3 separate regions of the Triticum aestivum genome follow, and regions 2 and 3 are each linked to region 1. Evidence: chromatin contacts called from public Hi-C data. All regions are on one chromosome and are shown on one strand. The core of a region is the stretch at or near the end of the contact, and the rest is flanking DNA. Distances in the headings are between cores, read along the strand shown.

Region 1 (3,130 bases), core at 452-2,951:
CACCACTGATCCCACTTTCACTATCCAAGTATAATCTTAATTCTGTGATCGCTGTGCAGCCCTTCATTTCCTAGATCCCTCCCCCTTTGCTGTTGGGATGTGGCGCCTATGAATGCCCACGACACCGTGTGGAGGTTCCTTGTACCATGCCATGCAGAGAGCTGCTGCCATGTCAATCTTTGTAGTCACCAGAGCCTCCGACCACTCTGCTCGCCCTGCTCTTGCTGAGTGGCATGACCACTACATGACCCATAATTTAGCGGAAAAGCCAACTGGCGACCGTTCGCCAGGAGAGCATGGCATTTCAAACTTTTTCGTGGCAGTTTTAGTTGTATCGAGGGTGGCAGTTTCTTCAGAACAACATGGCATTTTCTGGGAGGATGGCAGTTTTGAGCTTTCATTCCAGAAAATACCCTGCTGTTCTGAAGAAACTGCCAAGCCGGACCAACTAAAAATGTCATCAAAATGTTCGCAAATGCCACCCCTCTGAGCGAACAGCCGCCAGATAAGAGGGTCCTAATTTAGAAGCTTGGCGTTCACTCTTGCTGCACAATCCTGCTTCCTACGTCGAATGTATGCTAACAAGAAGCGTACATCGAATTATGAATTTATGATGGCAAGCAAGCCATTGATAATCTATCACATGCCCATCTGCAACATTATCGTAATTGACTTAAAGCTCATATACCAAAATTGTAAGCATACATTGAATTTATGGATGACGAGTAAACCGCCTACCATCTATCACATGTCCCGTCTAAAATATTATCATAATTGACTTGCAGCTCATATACCAAAATTGTAAGCATACATTGAATTTGTGAATGACGAGTAAACTCCTACCATCTAACACATGGCCCATCTGCAACATTATCATAATTAAGTAACTTAGTTATGATCCGATACCAAAAAACGTATCTTCCTGCAGCCCCTTTTTATATGCTACAGTCATGTAATCATCATAGATTACAATGAAGTAAGCTAGTTAATTCCTACAACGGCCTAAATAGCAGCAAATTGAGCAGCGACGATAATACATAGCGCTCACACAAGCAGCAACGTTCCACCCGCTGTAACGCTCATAGAAATAAGAGTGCGGAGGCACAAATCAGGCCAAACCAAGCAAGGGATAAAAAAATTCCACTCTCCTGCCCGATCCGAGCGAAATCGGTGGACAGGGACGGGGGATAGAAACAGGAAGACCGGCCGGATTCGATCTCACCTTCTCCTCCTCTCGCTTGGGGTCGGCGCCGCGCGAGCCGGCGTGGAGGTCGACGTAGATGAGGAGCTCGCGCGTCTGCCGCACGACGTCGGCCGGCGTCCGCGGCTTCGACTTGAAGAGGCCCTTCATCTTGGCGCCGTCGTCCGATGCCGATGCGGCGGTCGCGCGCGGCGGCGAGGGCAAGGGCGAGGCCGCGGGCCTTCTACGCCCGGCCGACCCGAACGAGAAGCAGCCGCGGAACAGCGCCACGACTACCTCGCGATGCCCCTCCTAGGGCGCCCGCCTCCTCCTCCGCTAGGGGACGGACGCGATCCGACGGGACGCGGCGGGAAGGCTAGGTTTTGCCGTCGAGAGGATGCCGGGCTCGCGATGGACTCGTCGCGCGGGGCGGTGTTGGCCAGGAGGGCCGAGATCGGAGATCCCTCTATGGCTCTGTCCACCGGTACGGACGATGCGGGGGGTCGGTTGGGGCCCGGGGGGTGGTAGGGCGTTTCTCGACGCTTCTTTGCCCCGTCCGCTCCTCGCTGCCTCGTTTTCTCCTCCGCTTTTTTCTCTTTCCAGGCCTGCAGAAAATTGGGTGATCAACTTTGGACTCCGTGATCTTGCCGAACTTTTCGCCTAGGTGAGCCGCACGCGGTATGCTTTAAAATCCAATCCAAAATTTTTATGCAAATCAGTACAAACGTATTTGAATCTTGTCTATTTAAACGAGCTCGGCTATCCACTTATGTATTGCTGCATATACAAATACTAGATGATAAGCTAATAATTGAATTTAAGATTATAAACGCGTCTATGCCAGCCGTCATCAATCAAATATGATAATGCAATAATTTTAATGCCATGTGTGCATTTCACATCATTATGGCCCTTTTTCCCTCCCTGCATGGGTGATCCTAGCATGGACCCCATGGAATTCAATGAGTAACATCGTCTACATTGCTACACCGTAGGAGCAACTCATAGCAGATGAAAAAATTATTTTCGTCTTTGAACTTTCGGAAAAAAGTTGAAGCAAAGAACTCTGTATAGATGAAGTGCAAAGTACTAACTACTTTTTCTAACACAGTACGGACGCATGCGCTCATATACATGTGCATACGCTCACCCCTATGAACGCAGACACGCACACTCTACCCCTATGACCACCTCCGAAAGACTGAACTAGCATATCATCTTGAAATTTACGAAGTTAACGTAGGCACCTCGTCGTCGACGGGAACGTCTACTCCCACTGAATGCGCATCGCCGGAAATGCTGAAATAAATCCAGAAATAAATGCGAACACCAGGACTTGAACCCTAGTGGGCTGGGATACCATAGTCCCTCTAACCATCCAACCACAAGTTGGTTTGCAAAAATGCTAGTAACTACTTAGCCGACGCATCATTCAACACACCTATAGGTTACATAAGATACATGTTCCCAATTCATACACCAAAATTCGTATGGTATTTATGTCATGGTATCAATTTTTACCGGATAAAACTAATCTAAACGCCACTTGCAAGGGAACAAATTTTTTCTACTGCCAGGCAATCTTATGTCACGATACAAAAATTGTGTCTTTTACTCTATGGTAGTACGTATTGCACGGTATATGGTTATTTTGGCCTCTTAACACAACTCCTACAAAAGCATGCCATAATTTTTGTTACATGGTTGTGCAGAGAATATAAATCTCTTTAGTCACTAAGAGCAACTTCAATGGGACGACCCATTTCGTCCGCTGGTGTCCGTTTGGGTCGGCGCGAACACAAAAAGCGGCCCAACGCGCCGACCCAAACGGACGCGCGTCCGCTTTTCATCCACGGGCAACCCATTCCCGGCCCCTTTTTTGAGCCGGATTTGCGTCGACGCGGACATGAGACGGACGCGCGCGCGCACCCACTCCTCTCCCTGTGCCTG
Region 2 (3,584 bases), core at 651-3,150, 270 kb after region 1:
GGCGAGGCGGCGGCGGGGCCGCTCCCGCTCTTGTCGCTGCCATTGTCCATGTCCAGCGGGAGCTTCATCTTGGCCAGCGACTCCGTGAACTGCTGCATGCTCTTCATGTACATGTCCATGATCTCCTTCTGGTTCACCTGCACCTCCTCCGCGAAGTTGAAGCTCATCGCCGGCGGCTTGTCCACCGCGTTCTCAGACACGGTGCTGGGCGAGTTCACCGCCGGGCTCTCCTGAACGGTGTGAGACGAATCGACCTCCGCCGCGTCGGAGGCCTTCTCCTTCTGGCCTGCTGATGAGAGGGCGTTTCCTGACGGCTCCGACGGGTTGGACTGCGGGGTGGCCGGGACGGCCGCTGCCGGGGACTCCGTGGTGGACACGCTGCTGACTGCCGTCTCGCTCCGGAAGGCGCCGGCCGAGTCGGCGGTGCTGTAATCCGTGGAGAAGCTCTGCACGACGCGCACGCCAGCGTCGTGGGACTCGGTGGCGGCACCATCCACGTCCTCCGAGGTCAGGAGGCTCTCGGAGCTCTGCGTTTCCATGGCTGCGCACGGCAGCCCAACATATTCCGACAGCATAATCTGGTTTTCCTCCACAAGATTCATGTCAGGGAACTCCATGTTCTCGTAGTCTTTCCCTGCGCCAGCGCCGGCTCCGTCGCCGGCGTTCTCGGACTCGTCGGGATCGGCCAGCGCAGGCTTGGGCGTCGGCGAGACGGGAATGACATCGGGCACGACCCCGATGTAAGAGAGCTCGAGCTCCAAGAACCCGGCCGGGGAGTGGAAGAGGTCGTTGGTGGAGAGCGGGAACTCGCGCGCGAGCGTCCCGCCCTCGGCGGCGACGACGTCCGGGAGCGGCACGAGCGCGAACCCCAGCAGCTGGTCCTGCAGGTAGTTCTTGACCCGGCTGAGCATCCAGACCTCGCAGCGGAGCGCGGCGTCGACGTCCCCCGCGCGCACGCCGACGCGCACCGACTGGTCAAACACCGGGTTGCGGCCGCCGCCATTGATGACCTGCGTGGACGCCGCCGGCGCGCCCTCCCCCGGCAGCGACAGGCGCGCGTACACATCCTGCTTGTGGTAGATGCAGATGTTCTGGATGTCCCGCGCGCTCCGCACGTGCACGTCCACGTACCCGATCAGCTCCCCGCCCCCGTTCGTGGCGGCGGCCGGCGCAGAAACCGCCTCCATCTGCTGCTGCTGCGACTCCATGATGAAGAAAGCACCTCCGCCGCTAGCTGCTCCGCAACTGTAACCAAGAAGAAACAAGCACGAATCAAACGAAATCCATACAAGATTGGCGTCAATTTGGGGACACAGGTGGGAGAGCAGCTGGATGGTCAAAATCCAAGATTAGGTGCGCAAGCTGGAGATAAGGAACCGTCGGCGGATGCTTACTACAGTACTGTACAGCGAACCAAACCGGAACTGCACACCAGCCAGCCAACTCGATTCAACTCAACTACTCAAACAGCAACTGGAGATAAAGAACTCCTTAACAATTTTCCATGCCAGGGAGAAGTCGATCGATGCATATGTCCCGGTCCCAACCAAGGGAAAGCGCAAGCAAGAGCTCAAACCCCTTGGAAAACAAGGAAGCACACAAGAGGGGGGGACTCAGAGCATGCTTACCCTGCGTGTCTCGTCTGTCCCGGCGGAGAAGAAGCAGCAGCACCACTGGAATCAGGCGGAGGAGAGGGAGAGGGTGAGGGTCCGGAAGGGAGGGGCTCGAGGATGGATATAACGCCAAAGTCCAAAGGGAATTAGGGCAGTAGCACGGGATTTTTTTATAGCCCCCTCCCCGCCCTTTGCCTTTCTTTTCTACACCCTTTACCTAACTGCGCTTGCTTTTATTGCCTTGTTTGGCCTTAGCAGCCAGCCAGCCAGCCTCCACAGACAGTCCACAGCACAGCAGCCTAATCTACTCCTACAGGCAGGATGATTGATAATCTAACCGATGATATTATTGGCACGCTTAGCCTTAGATTATTCAGATTACGCAGTGGTATTCAAAAGCGTCGTCCCCGCTGGGCAGTACCGCGACCGCTCACTTAGCCGTCAGGACACTGCACACGTTCCGGAGGCGTAGAAAATTGGGTGCCGCCGTAGCTTTAGAGAACCGGACGCATATACGGGTGGAAAATACGGGAAAGGGGTCGCACAGCGTGAGCTCGGGTCGCAGGCGCTTTGTTGCGCTGGTCTCTCAAGTTTCCACGCTGCCGAAAAGTCAAAGGGATTCTGCGAGCGCAAGCGGCCGCAGCGGGCCGGCCTGGGCTTGGAGCCTTGTGGCTGGCCGCAGCGCGTGACGGGGCCAGCCAATGGGGAGCCTCCAGCTCCCTCCGTGGGTGGGGCCGCGTCATGGAGGGGGAAGGCCTTTTGATGGGAGGCTGCGTTTCGTTTTGTTTTTAATCGACGAGAACCGTCTGGGCTCTCCTCCGGGCGGCTGAGAAGGAGGAAGGAGGAGAGGTTTCGCGGGCGCGCGCGCGGGTGGGTGTGGTTGTGGTGGGGCGCGTCGCTGTCAGTGCGGGACCCGGCGCGGCCGCACGCTTGCGCAGAGTTTTCAAAGTGGATATCATCCGCTTCTGCGGCCGCCATCATTCCTCGCCCCGCCCCTCACCGATCCGAGGATGTATCCAATGCACAGATGCCGCAGAACATTTCAAAAAATCTGAAGAAAAAAACAGAGCACAACTTATGCTATGTACTAGTATTAAGTGTTGAATTTGTCTTTTTTTTGAGCTATGTTCAAATTTTGTCTTCAATTTTCATGACAACCTACATTTGTGTTGTGTGCTAGCTTTTTTTCATAATTTTTGAACATTTAAAATATGCAACGCGAGTACGGTGCACCAGATATTCTCCGATCCATCGATTGCTCGCTCATCCGCCGCCGAGGTATTATTTTTACTAAATGGCCCGTGGAGAAACTTGTTTCGCCCACTGACCCCTCAAACTTATTTCGTCGACTAACCCCCTCATTAGGGTCTAACATCTGGGCATCTAAAGTACATGTGGAGTCCGAGTTCAATTTCTAGAGTTGACATCGTGCTCGTATTTTTCTAAATTTATTTCAGGCATTTCAACGATGTGCATTCGATGAGAGGAGACGTTCTCGTCGATTACGTAGGAGTCTGTGATGACATCGTTAATCTCAGGATGATGTGTCGGCTCAGTCTCTCAAAGATGCTCATATGAGTAGGGTGTGTGCCGTGCCTTCACAAAGGTGTGGTGTGTGTGTGTGCGTGCGCGCTCTATAGTGTGTTAAAAAACAAAGGGAGGATTGACAATTCAACTTGTGATTGGATGGTTAGGAGAACAGCGGTATCCCGAACTCACTAGGGTTAAAGTCCTAGACTTGATACTGGTGCTCGTATTTTTCTGTTTTATTCCAGACCTTTCGACAATTTGCTTTCCGTGGGAGGATATGTTCCCGTCGTCTACGAAGGCGTCCATGACGATTTCGTCGATCTCAAGATGATACGCCGATTCAGTCTCTCAAAGGTGCTTATAGGATAGGGTGTTAATAAACAACAACAACATCATGAGGATTGTTTCAGCCTGTCCCTCATGAAATTACCGCTGAAGTTG
Region 3 (3,312 bases), core at 558-3,057, 400 kb after region 1:
TTAAGCAAATCACATCCAATTTCAGCATAACATTTGCAATGAGAGGATTAGAACGTATACCTTGTGCTTGGCACGAGCAGAGCCGGACTGTGAGAGCGCAACGAGTGGAGGGATGGCCCCTTCTCGAACGAGAAGCGCACGGTTGCTGGAGCACTCGGAACACAGCTGCAGCAGAGCCACCACGGCGAACTCCTTCTCCCTCGCAGGGCCGTCCTCGATGGTCTCAACCAGTGCGGGTATCCCACCGGCTTCCACCACAGCATCGCGGCCCTCGGCTATGCTGGCGAGGCTGGCAAGAACCACCATTGCCTTCTCCGACGTCCCGGTGCCGCGCTCGCCGATGAGGTGCACGAGCGGCACGACGGCTCCAGCGCTGACGGCACGCTCCTTGTTCCGGCGCGCCGAGCAGAGACGGTAGAGCGTGGTGAGCGCGTCCTTCTTTCCCCGGGTGGAGCCAGCGGAGAGCAGCGCGACGAGTGGCGCGATGGCGCCGCACGCGCCGATGGTGGCGCGGTTCTCCTCGATGCCCGACAGGCTGAGCAGCGCGCACGCGGCATTCTGCTTGGCCGACGCCGTCCCGGTCCGCAGCGCGTAGACGAGCGGCTTGATGGCGCCTGCCGCCGTGATGGCCGAACGGTTGCGCTCCTCCAGCGAGAGGTTGAGCAGCGCCGTCACCGCGTTCTCCTGCGCCACCGGGTCGGTGCTCCGCAGCAGCGGCACCAGCGCCGGGATCGCCCCGGACACGCCGACCAGCTCGCGGATGTCGGAGCGGTGCTTGGCCAGCAGCCTTATCCTGGCCGCCGCCGCGCGGCGCGCGTCGGGCGCAGCGTCGGGCCCCAGCGCCTGCACGCACGCCAGCACGAACGGCTCCACGCGGTCCAGCGGCGCCGCGTCCGCCGACAGATCCATGGACTCGAGGTCGTTCAGATCCACGGCGGCGAGGTCCGGCGCGTCGGATCTGGGCGTGGCGGCGGCCGCGGCCAGCCGCTCGAGCTCCCCGGAGATGTCGGAGTTGAAGCTGGAGTAGTCGGAGAAGTCCCGGGACAGCTCCAGCATCTCCGTGGCCGCCGCGTTGGCGGAGGAGGACTTGGCGACCGCCGCCGGGTGCGCGGGCCCCGCGGTGGCCGCCAGCTCGCTGAGGCGGAAGTCGATGACGGAGTCGGTGAGGTTCTCAATGTCCGAGTCCCCCTCGTCGGCGGCGGCGCGCGGGCGGGAGCTGGGCCCCGGGGGCGAGTCCGGGTGCAGCAGCGCGGAGCGGATGGTGCGCATGGAGTGGCCCGGGCGGCGCGGCGCGCACGGCCTCTGCTTGGGCGAGAGGATCTGGGAGCCGGCGAGCGACACCATGGCTGGCTGGCTGGCACGGCCTCTGCTGGGGCGGAGTGATGATGAAGGGAGGGCGGTGTGTTGGTGGTTGGGCTGGGAGATGTCCTACCCCTACCAATGTGTACACACAGAGTCACAGAGAGACGTATAGGATGATGCCCGTGCGCGGACACAGTTCACCCACTAGGCGCGCACCGGGGGACGACGGAATGGGGAGCCGGTAGTGCGCCGTGGATCTTTGTAGCCCCCGCCTCCGGGTTGACGACGGCCAGGTGTCGACGCTCCGCTGAAAATCTCGTCCGGCCTTCCCGCACTTGTCGCGTGGCGCCGCTGGCCGATGACGTGCGGGGTCCTGCGCGGAGCTGTCAGTGGAGGGAGTGTGCGGCGTGGGGGCAACAGTCGGGGAGGAAAGCGCCAGGGCCAGTGGGCAGTGGCTGGCCACCGCCGGTTTACTTTTTGGTGGCTGTGGAAGCAAGGAATCGCTTGTTTTCCGTTTGTTTTGTTCCCGCCCGTGCCGCGTTGGGCGCGACGGCATCGTCGTATCGTGTGACACGGACGGCCGGCTTCGAGCTCCGCCTCCCCCTCGGCATGGCGGGCGGGGACGCGCGAGCTGGCCGTGAAATCTGAGCCGCGGTGCGGCTTTTTCCCGGGGGAGCAGTCAGTCAGTCAGGCAGCGCACGCAGGACAGCGGCGCGCAGCTGGATGCGAGGTGGACGCTTTGCACGCCTCGCAGTAGTGTAATAATAACCACTCGGGGGTCAAAAGGGATCATCACGGGGGCGTTCGGGTGCGCGTGTGTTGTGGTTTGATTGTGGGGGGAGCTCTACGAGCCCAACTCCACCGCGCGACTTTATCCTACCCCCGTTCGTTTGAGGTAAAAGGGGCAAACGAGACGGCCCAGCGCGCGGGCGCAAACGGATCTTTGTCCGTTTTGTGTCCGCTTTCGACACATCCCCTGTCCAAGTTTGCGCTGGTTTTGGGGTGAAACGGACAGCGCGCGGACGGGCGGGACGCGCGCGCTTGTCCTCCCCTGGCCCGCCTGTCGGTGGGAGAAACCAACCCCGCCCCCCCCAACGCCCATTTGGCGCCATTTCCCCAAACCCTCCCACGTCCCTCCCACGCCCCCTCTCTCCCCCGTCCATGGCCGACGCCCCGCCGAGTTCTGGCGGCCTGGCCGTCGACCCGCCCACAAAGGTGAAGAAGAAGGCACCAAGGAAGCCGCGGGCGGAGTGCACGCCGGAGGAGATTGCAAGTTGGACGCGGAATCGGCGAAGAGGAGGGAACGGAGAGCGGTCGTCAAGGTCAATGCCGCCGCGGCCAAGTTCGCCGCCCAGCGCGATGAGATGGAGGCCGCGCGGCGCAAGGCCGCGGCCGACGAGAAGGAGGTCCTCGTCAACAAAGCGCACGCCATCTTCATGCTTGGCATGAGCCGTCCGGCCGGGTTCCCTGCAGCGGCCGTCGGCCCGGCGAGCACGGGCTCGTCAGTCGCCTGGCCTCCGCACTGCCAGTCGCCGACGTCGCGGACCGCGCCCATGTTGCCCGGCTTTCCTCCGCCAAGGCACGACGGCCAGACCCGTTTCTCGGGGTCGCCGGACGTGGGCTTATTCGCGCCGTCCACACCGCGCCCCGCGGCCGTCATCGACCTCAACGTCACGCCTGGGTCCAGCAGCGGCGGCCGGCCGTCCGTCGAGATGCAAAGAAAGCAGACACAGGCACTGTTCACGGGCACCATGTCGGCCCCCCGCGTCTTGTTTGACGGAATGCCAACCCCAACGCCAACGGTCGACGACCCCTTCTACAACCAGTACATGGATGACGTGATCTACGAGGGTGGGCATGGCCGTGCCTACGGCCCCGAGGAGACCCAAAGTCAGGATGGTCGCGCCCAGTACGTCCCCGATGAAGAGGCCGACGACTGTGCTGACTACGACCATGGTGACTCGTGGCATGAAGACGATGACATCTATGTCGAAGGTGATGGTGATGAAG

What was found. Hi-C and Micro-C count contacts between places; a contact is called where the count stands out from the background.
Region 2: a Hi-C map of leaf shows a contact between it and region 1, with 4 times the contacts expected there. The contact joins the promoter of LOC123052266 here to the promoter of LOC123052263 in region 1. A contact is called at or near these places in 2 of 5 Hi-C or Micro-C datasets (both in leaf).
Region 3: a contact with region 1 is called in a Hi-C map of leaf, with 2.7 times the contacts expected there. The contact joins the promoter of LOC123052267 here to the promoter of LOC123052263 in region 1. A contact is called at or near these places in 3 of 5 Hi-C or Micro-C datasets (all in leaf).

What each region holds. Positions count from the first base shown.
Region 1 is chr2D:145,904,482-145,907,611 of IWGSC CS RefSeq v2.1, forward strand. It overlaps LOC123052263 (putative MO25-like protein At5g47540), which reads right to left and starts at 1,702. Exons shown (of 11, transcript XM_044475388.1): 1 at 1,223-1,702. The coding sequence starts at 1,351.
Region 2 is chr2D:146,170,144-146,173,727 of IWGSC CS RefSeq v2.1, forward strand. It overlaps LOC123052266, which reads right to left and starts at 1,901. Exons shown (of 2, transcript XM_044475389.1): 1 at 1,629-1,901; 2 at 1-1,245. The coding sequence starts at 1,208.
Region 3 is chr2D:146,306,088-146,309,399 of IWGSC CS RefSeq v2.1, forward strand. It overlaps LOC123052267 (U-box domain-containing protein 4), which reads right to left and starts at 1,808. Exons shown (of 2, transcript XM_044475390.1): 1 at 61-1,808. The coding sequence starts at 1,344.